Linked DNA regions of Rattus norvegicus: all the other regions are linked to region 4. The links are chromatin contacts, called in public Hi-C maps. All regions are on one chromosome and are shown on one strand. The core of a region is the stretch at or near the end of the contact, and the rest is flanking DNA. Distances in the headings are between cores, read along the strand shown.

The links. A called contact is a pair of places that touch in the nucleus more often than the background predicts.
Region 1: a contact with region 4 is called in a Hi-C map of the A7r5 cell line, with 2.7 times the contacts expected there. The contact joins the enhancer-like site here to the promoter of Crim1 in region 4. A contact is called at or near these places in 2 of 12 Hi-C or Micro-C datasets (the A7r5 cell line and the Rat2 cell line).
Region 2: a Hi-C map of the A7r5 cell line shows a contact between it and region 4, with 2.1 times the contacts expected there. The contact joins the promoter of Fez2 here to the promoter of Crim1 in region 4. A contact is called at or near these places in 5 of 12 Hi-C or Micro-C datasets (the A7r5 cell line, frontal cortex, hepatocytes and 2 more) and 1 of 1 datasets of contacts at active chromatin or transcription factors (oligodendrocytes).
Region 3: a Hi-C map of the A7r5 cell line shows a contact between it and region 4, with 5 times the contacts expected there. The contact joins the enhancer-like site here to the promoter of Crim1 in region 4. A contact is called at or near these places in 12 of 12 Hi-C or Micro-C datasets (the A7r5 cell line, the Rat2 cell line, Schwann cells and 7 more) and 1 of 1 datasets of contacts at active chromatin or transcription factors (oligodendrocytes).

The regions. Positions count from the first base shown.
Region 1 is chr6:22,436,222-22,439,247 of GRCr8, forward strand. All of the region lies in intron 5 of Fez2 (fasciculation and elongation protein zeta 2), which reads left to right. Among named protein-coding and RNA genes, the nearest start is that of Fez2, 31 kb to the left of the region's middle. Within about 2 kb of position 1,395, at least 23 of the 93 cell types and tissues checked have an H3K27ac peak or open chromatin away from gene starts, as enhancers often do. A contact at or near this core is called in the A7r5 cell line, where this site is marked.
Region 2 is chr6:22,405,464-22,408,379 of GRCr8, forward strand. Fez2 (fasciculation and elongation protein zeta 2) reads left to right here and starts at 1,334. Exons shown (of 8, transcript NM_001414905.1): 1 at 1,334-1,594. The coding sequence starts at 1,344.
Region 3 is chr6:22,371,094-22,374,328 of GRCr8, forward strand. No RefSeq gene overlaps it. Among named protein-coding and RNA genes, the nearest start is that of Fez2, 34 kb to the right of the region's middle. Within about 2 kb of position 1,653, at least 5 of the 93 cell types and tissues checked have an H3K27ac peak or open chromatin away from gene starts, as enhancers often do. A contact at or near this core is called in the A7r5 cell line, where this site is marked.
Region 4 is chr6:22,620,529-22,623,895 of GRCr8, forward strand. It overlaps Crim1 (cysteine rich transmembrane BMP regulator 1), which reads right to left and starts at 1,888. Exons shown (of 17, transcript NM_001169103.1): 1 at 1,037-1,888. The coding sequence starts at 1,367.

The sequences.
Region 1 (3,026 bases), core at 145-2,644, 180 kb before region 4:
TTTGTTCTTTCATCTTTAGTGGTTCTAATTAGTTTTTTGATTGGGAAAATTAAGCTAATGAATTTGGACTGTCCTTCCCAAATAGTTTTCTTGTGTGAGCTCTGACTTCTTTATCCAGCTGAGGTTTTCCCAGTTTGCATCGAGCTTTCTCATTTCCTCAGATGACGGAGCCAGGTGATACCGACTGAAAGCAAGCGTTCTTTCTTGTCCTTTTCCAAGGGCATGAGTTTAACTAATGAGCTGATTCGTTTACTTGAAAATCATCTTTACTGTTGGCTCTGGAACCTGTGATGTCTTTGGGTAACCTGTTTTATAAACAAGGAACAAATTATGACATGGTGGTGTGTGAAGAATCCACAGAAAGAGTTATGTTATTTAGATTTCTCTTATAAAAGGAGTCTCTTCCATCAAAAGTAATAGTTATATTCTCAGCAAAGTGAGGGACCCTGGAAGTCTGTTGGCCAAGTCATGAGTCTCACCAACATAAAACTGTGTATGGGTCTGGGTCTCGAAAAGGTGGGGCAGGAGGGTAGGAGAGGCATACAGAACAACTCCCACAAGGCCAGTGTGGGTGGACTCATTCCCAACAGTGCCTTGGTTGCCTGGTGCGGCTGGGCCAGACCCTAGTAGTCTGCTTCCTTCAGGGTAACCCTCTTTGTTAATCAGGATTTCTTTACACCCTCAATATTTATTGAGGGTCTCAGAGCATACTCATGCATAATTGAACTGGTCAATATTTACTGTGTTAAAGGTTAAAACTAATAAAAGATTAATTCATTCAAACTATCAAAGTTAAATTATTAATTCCTATATAAATGGTAAGTTTTCATAGAATATAACTTGGAAGGTTGGTTAGAAAAATGTCATTGGTGTTTGTTTGTGTCAGTCTTGTTGATGTATGGCGGAGCTGAAGGACGTGAGTCTCCGCTCCGCCTCTGCTCTTTGGAATATCACAGTGTCCGCTGTGGTAGTCTGAATCGGGGTGGTGAATATGGCCAAAGTACATGATGTGCATGAAAGAAATCGTATGAAGCCTAATACTGTGCATGGTTAGTCACAGCAGTAGTTTAGAAGGAAGACCAGCCACATCTTAATAATAGTAAGGTAAGTTTGAGGTCCTGTTCCTCTAGGAGAATTTCAGTGTCTCTCAGGTTGTGCCTGGGCCACACTTTGAGATCACTGGGACCAGCGTATACATTGTTGGGAGCAGAGAACATTTCCGTGGCTTCCTGAGGACCGGGAAGATGCCTTTAAGTTTACTCCTTCAGCCTAACCAGTGTTTACTGGTTCAACTTTCCCCCTGAAATTCCAGGGAAAAGTACCATCCGGTGACTCAGAGTGCAGCTTCCTCAGGAGCCTTTCCTTTGGTTAGTCATGCTCCAAGAATCTCTGCTGCCTTTGATTCAGCTGCTAAAGTTGCCAGTGTGCCTCTCGACGATGATACGTGTGGCTGCGGGCTGCTTACAAATCAAGATAAGTCATCAAAAGGGAAGAGAGTGTAGTGAGTGAACTCTATGGAGTCTTAGACGTCGTCAGGAGAACTAAGTGGCAGTTGTTTTCTAGGCTGGTGAAGCGGGATCCATTCTGCTCCCCGGGAAGCATATGCCGTGTTCCAATTCACATTCTCGGCAGCAAGGCGATGGCAGGTGCCCGTAGAGTGAGTGGGAGCGGTTGGTAGTTTGAGAAGCAGCACGTTCATCTGCCAAATGTCAGGTTCATCTCCCCAGACTGATGGCGGAGAGACAGACCTCAGCTCAGAACAGGCAAGCTGGGAAGGATTAAGTTTTCAGGCTTCCGATAAGATGTAGACAAGCAGTATCAAAATGTATCTTAAGAATTGTGTGGTAAACTTTTAAATAAAATAACGGTAGGGCTGACATTTACAAGTCGGAACAAGCCTATGAGTTAGAGCAGGAAAGCTCTCCGTGGGTATAGCGGCCGACAAACAGTCGGTTTCGCATTGGGCTCACACGGGAACGGAAGAGCATGATTCTGTCTGCTTTACGAGAATGAGTAACCGTGGCATTTTCTAACTGCTTGTCTGTTGGGCACAGAAAGCCATCATGGAACATTCTACTAATCGTCTCTGAACTTCTCTCTCTGTCCTGTTCTTCCTGGGTCATGTACTGCCGCCTTTAGCGCTTCAGCATGGAAGGGATCTCAAATGTCATTCAGAATGGCCTCCGCCACACCTTTGGAAACTCAGGTGGAGAGAAACAGGTGCTCATGATCCTTATTTTCCTCACCCTCTGCTTGTTCCTTTGCTCTGTGAGGGCCCTGAAAGCTGGCACTTTTACTAATTTGTAAGAGCATGGCTGAGCGGGGAGAAGTGCAGACTCATTCTGTCTGCGTGTGGACAGGAATGAGCAGCGCCTCCCTTTGGGGGAAAGCGTTTAGATTGGGCAGCAGACAATTGCATTCCTCAGCAGGTTTCAGGGCCCCGATTCCATGCCCAGCCTTAAGGAATAGATATTAATATACTGACTTACTAGCTTGCATGATCCTGAAAACAACTGACCTGAAACATGGCACACTGTTGCTAAACATTTAGAAAAGAAGAGCTCACTTTAAGGACAATGTGGCCAGAGCTTGTTACCTTCCAGATGAGACAGACTCTCAGGTCAAATGTGCAGAGAGCGCATTTTCCCTCTTTTATCTGAAGTTGGGCCTATTGTACAGTGAGCCAGCCCAGTTGTCAGCCAAGTAAAGAATCAGGGATCAAGAGTTACGTGCTGTGAGACGGCAGAGTCGGGTGTGTGGCACCTTGGTTTGTATTTAGAGCTTTGCATAATTCAAGGGAGGGTCACAAACATGGGAATGGATATATTGGTGGATATATTTGGAATTATCTTTCACTATTTGAAAACTATCTAAGGCACTCTTGTAGGTCAGGTCCTGGCTGAATGAGAGCGCTGTAAGATGTAGGAAGTTTACCAAAAACACCAAACGCCTAGAGATTCTTCAGTTTTTGTGCATCACTCAAGGGAGGAGAGAATTGCTACTAAAGCAGACAGTTCCCGCTGACA
Region 2 (2,916 bases), core at 84-2,583, 220 kb before region 4:
TTCTTTTTTTTCAGATTGGTGGCAGTGTAGGAAGCTAGAAGTTAGCGGAAGAATGGGGCAATATCAGGAAGGAGAACAAGGCTTCTGATAGGAAATACTGAGAGAAGGGACAAGGGAACAGAAACTTGAAACTGGATAGTTTCTAAGAAAGGCTGAGTCAAAAGAATCTAAAGAAAGGGTGGGTGGAAGGGCACAATGCCACAGCGTGGGCGGAACTGGGTCTCCTATTGAATGGCTTCTTACACTTTGCCACTCAGCACTTCCTTTTGCCTGAGGAGGGGCAGGTATTGTTTGCAAGGCGGTTTATACTTAATTATATGTAAAACAAGCTCACAGGATAGAGTTGCACAATAAATTTTTATACAAATCATGATCATATGTGTATATAAAATATTTTCTTTTTTTTTTTTTTTTCCGGAGCTGGGGACCGAACCCAGGGCCTTGTGCTTGCTAGGCAAGCGCTCTACCACTGAGCTAAATCCCCAACCCCAAAATATTTTATGATATATTATTTAAAGATGTTTTACCCACCTAAGTGACACATTTGACGAAATAACGATTTTGTCCCTTTTGGGCATGCACTGTACTTACCTACTTTCCTTAATTTTTCTTGTAGTTCAATGAATGTAATGAAACTATAATCCTAGCCATATTCATACCCGACACTACTCTCTACTTTCATAAGTCATTTTATCTTGCAAAAATTAAAAAATAAATAAAAGAGAAGCTGGCTCCATGAAACGAAAGCTTCCCACGCCTCAGCCACACTTTTACAAAATTTAATTTTCACTAAGTCTTAATGCTCCAGCTACAGTAAGTAAAAAGGCAGTGTCCATATATAGCAAGTACGTGAGTATTTATTATTGAGGCATTTTCTAAGTACTTTGAGCATATCTGCTCACATAATTATTCAGCAAGCATGTGCTTTGCATGTGGGAGAGATGCATTTATGGAATGAATTTCGGTACCATATAAACATTTTCCAGTAATTCTTGTCAATCTAGATGGAGTGTCAGGAATGTTCTCACAGAGCAAAAATCTGACAGTAGGTTTAAAGAAGTCTTCCTTTTGGCCATTTTTAGACAGGGACGCTGAGGGAAGTTATTTCCAAATGATCAAGAACATAGGAAGTGACTCAACTAAGTTAAGGTCTTCCTTTCCCTGAGAACTGGTGGTCAGCTCCAGAAGACTCAGAAGATTAAAGTCAGCTTGGGTGTCGCTCGCCCAAGAGCTGGAGGACGAGGGGGCGTGGTTTCGAGTGGGCGGCACCAATGGGGCGTGTCCTGACAGCGACAGGGCGTGGCCGTCTGACTGGGGCGGGGCGCACGCTGGCAGCCGGCGCGATGGCGGCAGACGGGGACTGGCAGGATTTCTATGAGTTCCAGGAGCCGGCCGGGAGTGTCCGGGACCAGGAGAACTGTAACGCGAGCCCGGAGGCTGGAGCGGGGGCACACGCGGGCGGCGACAGCTTCCCGGCGCTGGCTTCCAGCCTGGAGGAGAAGCTGAGCCTGTGCTTCCGCCCCACGTCGGACGCCGACCCCCCGCGGGCGGCCGTGCGGCCCATCACGGAGCGCAGCCTCTTGCAAGGGGACGAGTGAGTGCGGGCCCAGGAGCGGGCGGGAGCGGCCCCCACCTCGCCCTGCCCCCGCCGCAGCCCGGAGTCTGCACAGGCCCCGCCCCGCGCCCTCCTTCTTCCTCCGCCGCTCCCAGCCCCGCCCCGGGGCTGCTGGCCTGGCCCGCAGGAGTTTAAATGCCCGCTGCTGCCCTGCCTTCCCTTGAATCCTCTTGCAGACCCCTATGTGGTTCCTTGTAGGAGACCCTGCCTTCTGGGGCACTGTGGGTCAGTTCATTCAGTCAGCTCGCTTCTGTTAAAGCTCCTGGGCTTGGCACTGGGGATGCCGGAGTGGCCATGGCTCCTCTCAAGTAGGACACAAAGTGGTATGGGACATAGGTTGGTTAAACACGTAGTTTGCGCGTGTAATGAGTGCTTTGATAGGCATTTGTACCGGATATGGGAGATTTTAAAGGAGATGTCCGAATGAAGACTTCATAGAGAAAGCAAGCTGCAAACTGAATCCTAATGGAGATCTGGAAGTTAGGTAGAGTGCAAAGGTGTGAGGTACTACTGAAGTTCCAGAAGTCTGTTGGGCCCACAAGAGCAAACTGTCACAGAGGCAAAAAGCGAAGGGCAACTCTTACTAATGACATCTCATAGTGTACCCAGAAGGCCAGTGCACAGCAGCAATGGCTCCAGTCTTCTCCGTGATTACCCTCAGTGAGGACATTCACAGGGGTTGATGAAAGCCCTTTATTCCAACACTTTTAAACCCAGTTATTGTTTGTTTAAATGAGAGTTGTAATTATGTACCATGGTTTTGCATCAGAAGCTAGCAGAAAGAATGGTTCGAGCCAGCGAGCTAGAGTATTTTGTTTGCAGGGTGAGAGGAGGTCCTAAACTCTTAGGTCCTAGCTCTCTCTGAAGGTGATAGGTAGAGCGGGTTTCCAGAACATTGCAGAGGTGGAGGGAGACACTAGACATTAGTGGGGAGAATTAAAACAACAACATTTTATTACATCTTAATAATTTTGCGTGAGTACTTGTGTGATTGTGGACGGGTAATACAAGCCCATCAAGCACATCATTGGAAGTCAGAGGACCACTTGCACAGTTCGCTCTCTTTTTCTACAACATGGGTCCCCGGGGGTCATTGGTGTTCGTGCCAGGCGCTTTTAGGCACCAAAACCATGCGAGGAATTCTTGAACTATGATAAGATTCATGTGGTTAAAAAGTTTTAATTTCTAAAGGAATTAGCTTTATCAAGAGAGAGCAGAGAGAGAGGACATAGGAAAACATGGGGGAATAGTTGTGTTCCAAGGCCCTTCCATTTTATGATTTCTCGTGCTCAAGGGCAGAG
Region 3 (3,235 bases), core at 403-2,902, 250 kb before region 4:
GAGGAAGTGGGAGCTCGAGGTGGGTGGAACTGTGAAGTGGGCAGAAGCTGGGGGACACAGGATGAGCATCCCAAACTTTAAAGGGAGAAATACCGTGTGAGCCAGTAACTCTACCTCTGGATATTTACTCAAAATAAATGAATCAGGATTTCTGAGAGACTTGGTATACTCACATCTCGGTGTTAAAATAGCCATGAGGTTGATGCACCCTGAATGCCCGCCAAGAGGCAAATAAACAAAGCATGGCTTGCAGATACTGTGAAATATTAGTGATCCTCCCACGTGCTACAAGATGAAGTATGACAGCTCTATGCTAATCCAGTCCCAGGAAGACTTGCGTTATATGGTCCGATCCTCCCAAATTCGTGACATTACCTCGTGAGTTAGAGAGACCCCTCTAGCAGCACTGGCTGCTGGTCCTGAGGACCCACCTTTGATCCCCAGCACCCACGTGACAGCTCATAACCATCTGTAACTCCAGTTTCATGGGCTCTGACTCCTCTCTGGCCTCCATGGCCACTGCGTGAATACTCAGACTCCTAGAAAGCAAAACAGCGATGCCCAGGATGGGGAAGAGGGGAAAACAAAACCTTTGTGTAAGTGGCAAAGAGTTTCGGATTTACAAGGAGAGAAAGTTGTCAACATAACTTCTACAAAACAAAAATGAACACTATACCGCATACGGGAGGTGGTTAAGAAAGAAATGAACATAGAAAAGGTTATATTTTAGAGTTGGTAACCCTCTTAGAATGAAAATATATTGCATCACTCCCTCCCTTCCTCTTCTTCCCTCTCAGTCCTCTAATGTTCTTCCCACTCCCAAATTCATGGCCTCTTTTTCTTTGATCTCTCTCTCTCTCTCTCTCTCTCTCTCTCTCTCTCTCTCACACACACACACACACACACACACACACACACACACTCTCACTCACAAGCATCCATGCATGCACACCCTACTGAACCCATTAGTGCTGCTTCTGTGTATATGATGATGTCAGGGCTGACTGCTTGGTACAGGATAACCTACTAGGGGCCTCACTCCTGAGGAGGCTGGGTTCTCCCTTCTTGGCAGTTGCTGTAGTTCTTTGTCTAGGGGTGGGGACCAGGGAGGTCCTCCCTTTCTACATTAGCATGTCTATTAGTAGATGTTTATTTTTGAAAACCAAAGAGGAAGAGCAACACCTCATAATTTTAGCTGATAAATAGTCTTCTCTTACTTTTTGGCAAACTGGTCTTAAATGAGAGGCAGACGCTGTCTACCAGACTTGTATTTCAGAAGCTGGATGGGGGGAGGGGGGTCCGTGGTGGGGAGGTACAAGTGTGCTTCTCCATAGAAGGGTCTTAGGGCATGGGTAAGATTCTTGAAGTCAAATAAACTTACACAGTTATTGTCCAAGTACTGAAGATCGTCATAGTGGAAAGAATGTTTAAGTACCAGTTATTTCCTAGCTCTCTCTAACTGAATAAGGCTCTCCCTGTCCTTTAGCTCTTTGCATGAAACAAAGTCCTGGAGTTGTAGCAACTCTTAAATAACCTTGAAGAAACATTCAGTCTGGGACCTAGCAGCTTCCTGCTTGTCAACAGATATGTAAAGTCTCTTGGCAGCCGCTGAGCTGAGGCTGAGGCAACCCTTGCAGAACAGTTACCTCCATAGAGAATCAACTGCCCGCAGCTCCTGGTGGGGGCACCAGAGCCTTAGGAGCAAAGCTGAGGCTTTAGACACACATCATACCTTCCCCAAAATGGTCATGACTTGAGGTAAACTGGAGAGCTTGGTAGGTATGTGACCTGTTGGTGAATGGCAGGATTTCCAGCCAAGAATATTATTGGATCTTTCTTGTCCTGAATTCAGCTTCCTAACTTGACCTCACTTGAAAATAGAATGGGTTATTTAGAAGCTGAGACAGGATTTATTGCTGCGGAATTTATGAATTAGCTTTTACCTCTATTGGGCCCTGAGCCTTTGGGCTGGTCTTAGGCATGCTCTGACCTTGAGCCACATGCTGCCTGCCCGGCCCTTGACACAGGATCCAGTATCTAACTTCAGGATACAGATTGGCCAGCTGCCTCCGGGCTGCGCTTCCTAAATAGACCCGGAGAGAAACATTGTAACGATGAAAGCAAGAATAATGGTTTCTATCAGCCCTGAAACAATAAAGCAGATAATATGAATTACAATGCTATATACTTTCCATGGGTCTGAATACACTTACATTTGTTCCAAGGAATGGTGATAATCATATTCTCTGAGGTTTTTTTTTTTATTCTTTTCTAGTATTTTTTCTTCCTTTCCCCCTCCCTTCCTTCCCTTTCCCTCCTCCTTCCACCCCACTCCTTCCGACTTTCTATCAGTTGAGCTGGAAGAGCATTTGTAAGTTTGGAGGAGATGATCCTCTCTGTTCTGAGCAGCTGTGGGACTCTAGGAAACCTCCCAGTCCTCAGTGTATCAGTTTCCTTTCAGTCCAGATAAAAACGACACCTTTGGGCTGCTTAGAGTTTCCATGATGATCACACAAAAGAGACAGTAGACGGTAACTGCCGCTTAACATTATTATGCTGGGTTCTTATGGGTACATTCTTATGGGGTAAGAAAGGAAAAAAAGGCTCAGATTGCTATAAAACTGTTGGAAGAGATCTTTTGAGGATCCAGTGCACAGGAAAAGGAAGTAGGAGAAGAAGGGCCTAATTACATCAGTGTAGTAAGATGATTGTTGAAGCAAATAATCAGAATCGAGCGCACGCTCTCATATGACCAGCCCGTGTCAGCCAGTGTAAGCCACATAGACCCCTTCCTTCCCTAAGCTGCTTTTGTTCAGGGCGTTTTGCTAACCATGAACTTTATATAGTGTTTATGTTGGTAAGGCTGGTTTAAGAAATACAATTCTTTCAATAATATGAACAGGAAAAGAAAAACTTTTCTGTGCAAGATCAATCTCGTCAACACTCCAGCTTCATTGGAGAGGAACCTGTGAGCTCTCGCCACTAGCTGAGGAGCTGCTGACCTGACGGTTGGTGGCTTCTCAGGGAAGGACAGTCAGTTTTCCTTAAGGGTGTGACTCATGGCGGGTCAGCCAAGCTCCAGTGAGTGGTCTCATACTGGGGAGTATAGGATAGGGCGGGTCACAAAGACAACAAAAAAGGGAACAAGGTTGGGAAGGGGCGAAGGTTGGGGAGTAGACCTAAGTGGATACAATCAAAGTACAATATAAGCACATGTCAAATTCTCAAAGCACCG
Region 4 (3,367 bases), core at 638-3,137:
TCGAGGGCCCAATGTTTGATCTCTAAGTAGGCAGGGACCCACTTTTAACAGACAATCCAGCCCATTGTCAAAATAAAAGAACTCACTATTTCTCTCTAGACCTTAAACGTAATCGGGCACCTTGAGGCAGAAGTAGAGCCATGTGCAGATAGATGGAGGCCCACTCGGCCCAACAGTGCTTCCGAAACAGGGAGGCTCCACTATCAAAGCCCCCACCCTCAGTACATCTACACACACCGCGGTGCACGATGCACCACAGTGAAGCAAACAGTGCAGAATCTACTGTCAAACAAACAAAAAGACATCAGCCCTAGCTCTAGAAACCCGCGGATATTGGCCCTTGAAAGGAAACCTCTTGTAGTGAACCATAACTTTTCAACCCAGGTGCAGCTCCCCACCCCACTCCCTTTAGCCACCCAGAAGAGTAAGCCTTTGACCGTTTCCAATAGGCAAATAAATGAGTAATCACCATGTGTAACTTCGCCTGGACTGACATATTCCCGAGCTGAAACTGATTTATTACGCGAAGGAGGAAAAGGAGGTGAAGGAAGAGCGCAAAGAAAAAACAAGAGTCATATAGGGAGTGCAGGCTAGAGCACAGGTCTACTCCGCTATCAGAAGCCGGCAGCGCGGACTGCGTACGCCCTCGGTGCCACACTGCGCTATGCGGGCAGGGCGGCAGGGGCGGACTCCCCGAGGGTCTCGCGCGTGCCAGACTCCGCAGTGTTTCCCCGCACAGGGCACCCCTGATTGGGGCGAGAAAGAGCCACCCAGCGTAAGCCCGAATCACCGCACCTGTGTGTGTGTGTGTGTGTGTGTGTGTGTGTGTGTGTGTGTGTGTGTGTCTATGCGGGTTCAGAGGAGCTCACCCACGCAGCCCAACCTCGCCTGTCCCTGAGCAGGCATCTAGGGCACCCTCCCGGGGACAGCGACGATCCCTCTTCCCCGGGATCCCCCTCTCCTCTGGGAAAAGTCTCAAGCAAACTTTGTTCCGTGCCGGCCAGGTGGGAGGGGGAGCGCATCAGGGCAGCCTTACCTTCGCAGACGCCCACTTCATACTCGGTGATGGAGTCGCCATTGAGCGGGGGGCGGATGACACAGCGCAGCCCCCGGTCGCAGGCTCCATGGAGCCCATAGGCTCCACCGCAGCTCTCGTTCCTCTGGCGGGCGCACATGTAGCAGCAGCCGCAGACGCCCTGCACGATGCTTCCCGGGCAGCTCCGAGGCTCCTCGCACTTGGACTCGTCACAGGGCAGGCAGACCAGCGCCCGGGTGCCTGAGCGCGCCAGCAGCAGCAGCAGCCCCAGCAGCGAGACCGAGAGGTGCCCGCAGCCGGCCAGCCCCCTGCCCCCCGCCACCAAGTACATCCTCCTGTGCCGCCGCCTCCTCCTCGCAGCCGGGCCGGGAGCGGGGCGGGCGCCCTCCCCTGCGCGGGGCACACGCGCCGCCGCCGCACCCGCAGCCCGCGGTCCTCGTGCCCCACTAGGGGCCCCCGGGGCGCTCCTCCCCTCTCGGGGCGAGGCCCCCGCCGCCCCTGCGGGCCGCGCCGACCCGGAGCCCACGAGCGTTGGCGCCAGCGGCAGCAGTGGCGGGTGGCTTCCCCTCCTCCTCCTTTTCCTCCCGGGCGGGAGGGGAAAAAGAGGAAAAAAAGTTTCCTCGCGGCAGCTCCGGTTCAACCCAAACTTCTGGCGGCGGCGGTGGCTGCGCACCGCTCCGAAGCAGGGCTGGTGGCTCCTTCTGGTCCTCCGCGCTGCTCCTGATCGCCGGGGAAAGACGACGGCAGCGCAGCCTCCGGGCCGGTCCCCGCCTCCCGAGCCGCCGAGTGGGCGCGGTGGCTCAGCAGAAGGTCCGTGGCGTCCGTTCCTTGCGCCCGGCTCGGCTCTCTCCCGCGCCGCTCCTCCGGGCGCTTGTTTATGGCTGGAGCCTCCGCTGCTCCGGCTGCGCCCTCCCCCATCCTACCTCATCCCCCCCCCCCCGCCCTCCCCGCGCCGCGCGCTGCTCATTGGCTGCCCCCCCACCCTCGGGCCGGCCAGCCCCCTCCCCTCCCCCTCGCCTCCCTCCGGGGCTGCCCCGGCCCTTCCTCCCTCCACGCCTCCTCCTCCTCCCCCTCTCCTTCCTCCGCAGCCCAGCATACCAAGCCGGCCCTGCTGCCGATCATCCGGGCTCGGGCCCCAGCCCCGCGAGCGCGCTGCGGCCGGGGATCCGAGACAGTCGTAGCGACGCGATCCCCCGCCGACACCGGGCCACCAGGGCTAGCTTTGGAGCACCGGGGGCGGGACGGCTGCACCTCGGGGTGGTAGTTTTGAGTTGAGAGAGTGGCGGGGATCCTAGCGAGAGCTGTTGCTGCAGCCTAGGCTGGGCACTGGCCGGATCGAAGCCCAGGAAAGGGAAGCGAACGCGTGGAATTTCCGCAAACTGGACGAGAATCCATCTTCCACTGGAGCTGGGAATAGACTTTGTAAAAGATATTATGTAATGGAGTCTTGGGAACCTGGAGACTTCTCCAGCGAAACTGCTGGTGGGATTGAGTGCTTTAAATGGTCTAGGTAAACATTCTGAGCCGGGACAATGTTGGGAAGGGCTGCAGCTTGAATTGAATTTTAACGATCCACCTTCTGTATGTCTGTGTGGAGGTGCTGTATCATGGGAGGGGTGACTGGAAAGTAACAGAGCTTAATCCTCTCTGGAGTAAAGGCTCAATAGTGGATTACAAGTCTTGACATGACGCTAGGCTGGAAGCGCCTAGGCACCCTTACATGCCACCTGACAGTTTTATTTATTTTTTTTTTCAGGCTCGCGAGCTAAAGAGGAGGGTGCTTTCCCTCCTCCCATTATTCTTCTCTAAAACATTTATCACGAATGTATTAATAAGGAAGGCGGGTAGTAAAATATTCTTTGTTATAAGCCAAGAAACAACTGAAGAGGAACTGTACACGTGTGGAGGATTTCTCTTTAGTAGATTTCAGAGGAGATTCTCCCAGTGACAGCTCTGATCGCTCATCAGGAGAGAACCAGTGGTCCTTTCCTTGTTTCCTCCGTGCCCCCTTACACAATAACAGCCAAAAAATAAAAAAGTGACTAGGATCATATGTGAATACCAGCCTAGTGTTGGGGCAGGTGTGATGTGGGCTTGGCTGCCTGACATGGTCTTGCTGCAGATAGGTGGCAGCCAGTTAGATCAGGGGCATCATGACTAATGAACAAAAGTGAATGGCACCAGCGTGAGGAGAAAGGACACAAAGGTGCCTTTGGGATCTTGCCCGTGTCAGACAGATGTGTACTTCTGCTGAATATTTTGGTTTATCATCAACAGAAAAAGCCAAAGTCACCAGTGTGCCATTCCCCTACCAATGGCATCAGAAAACTA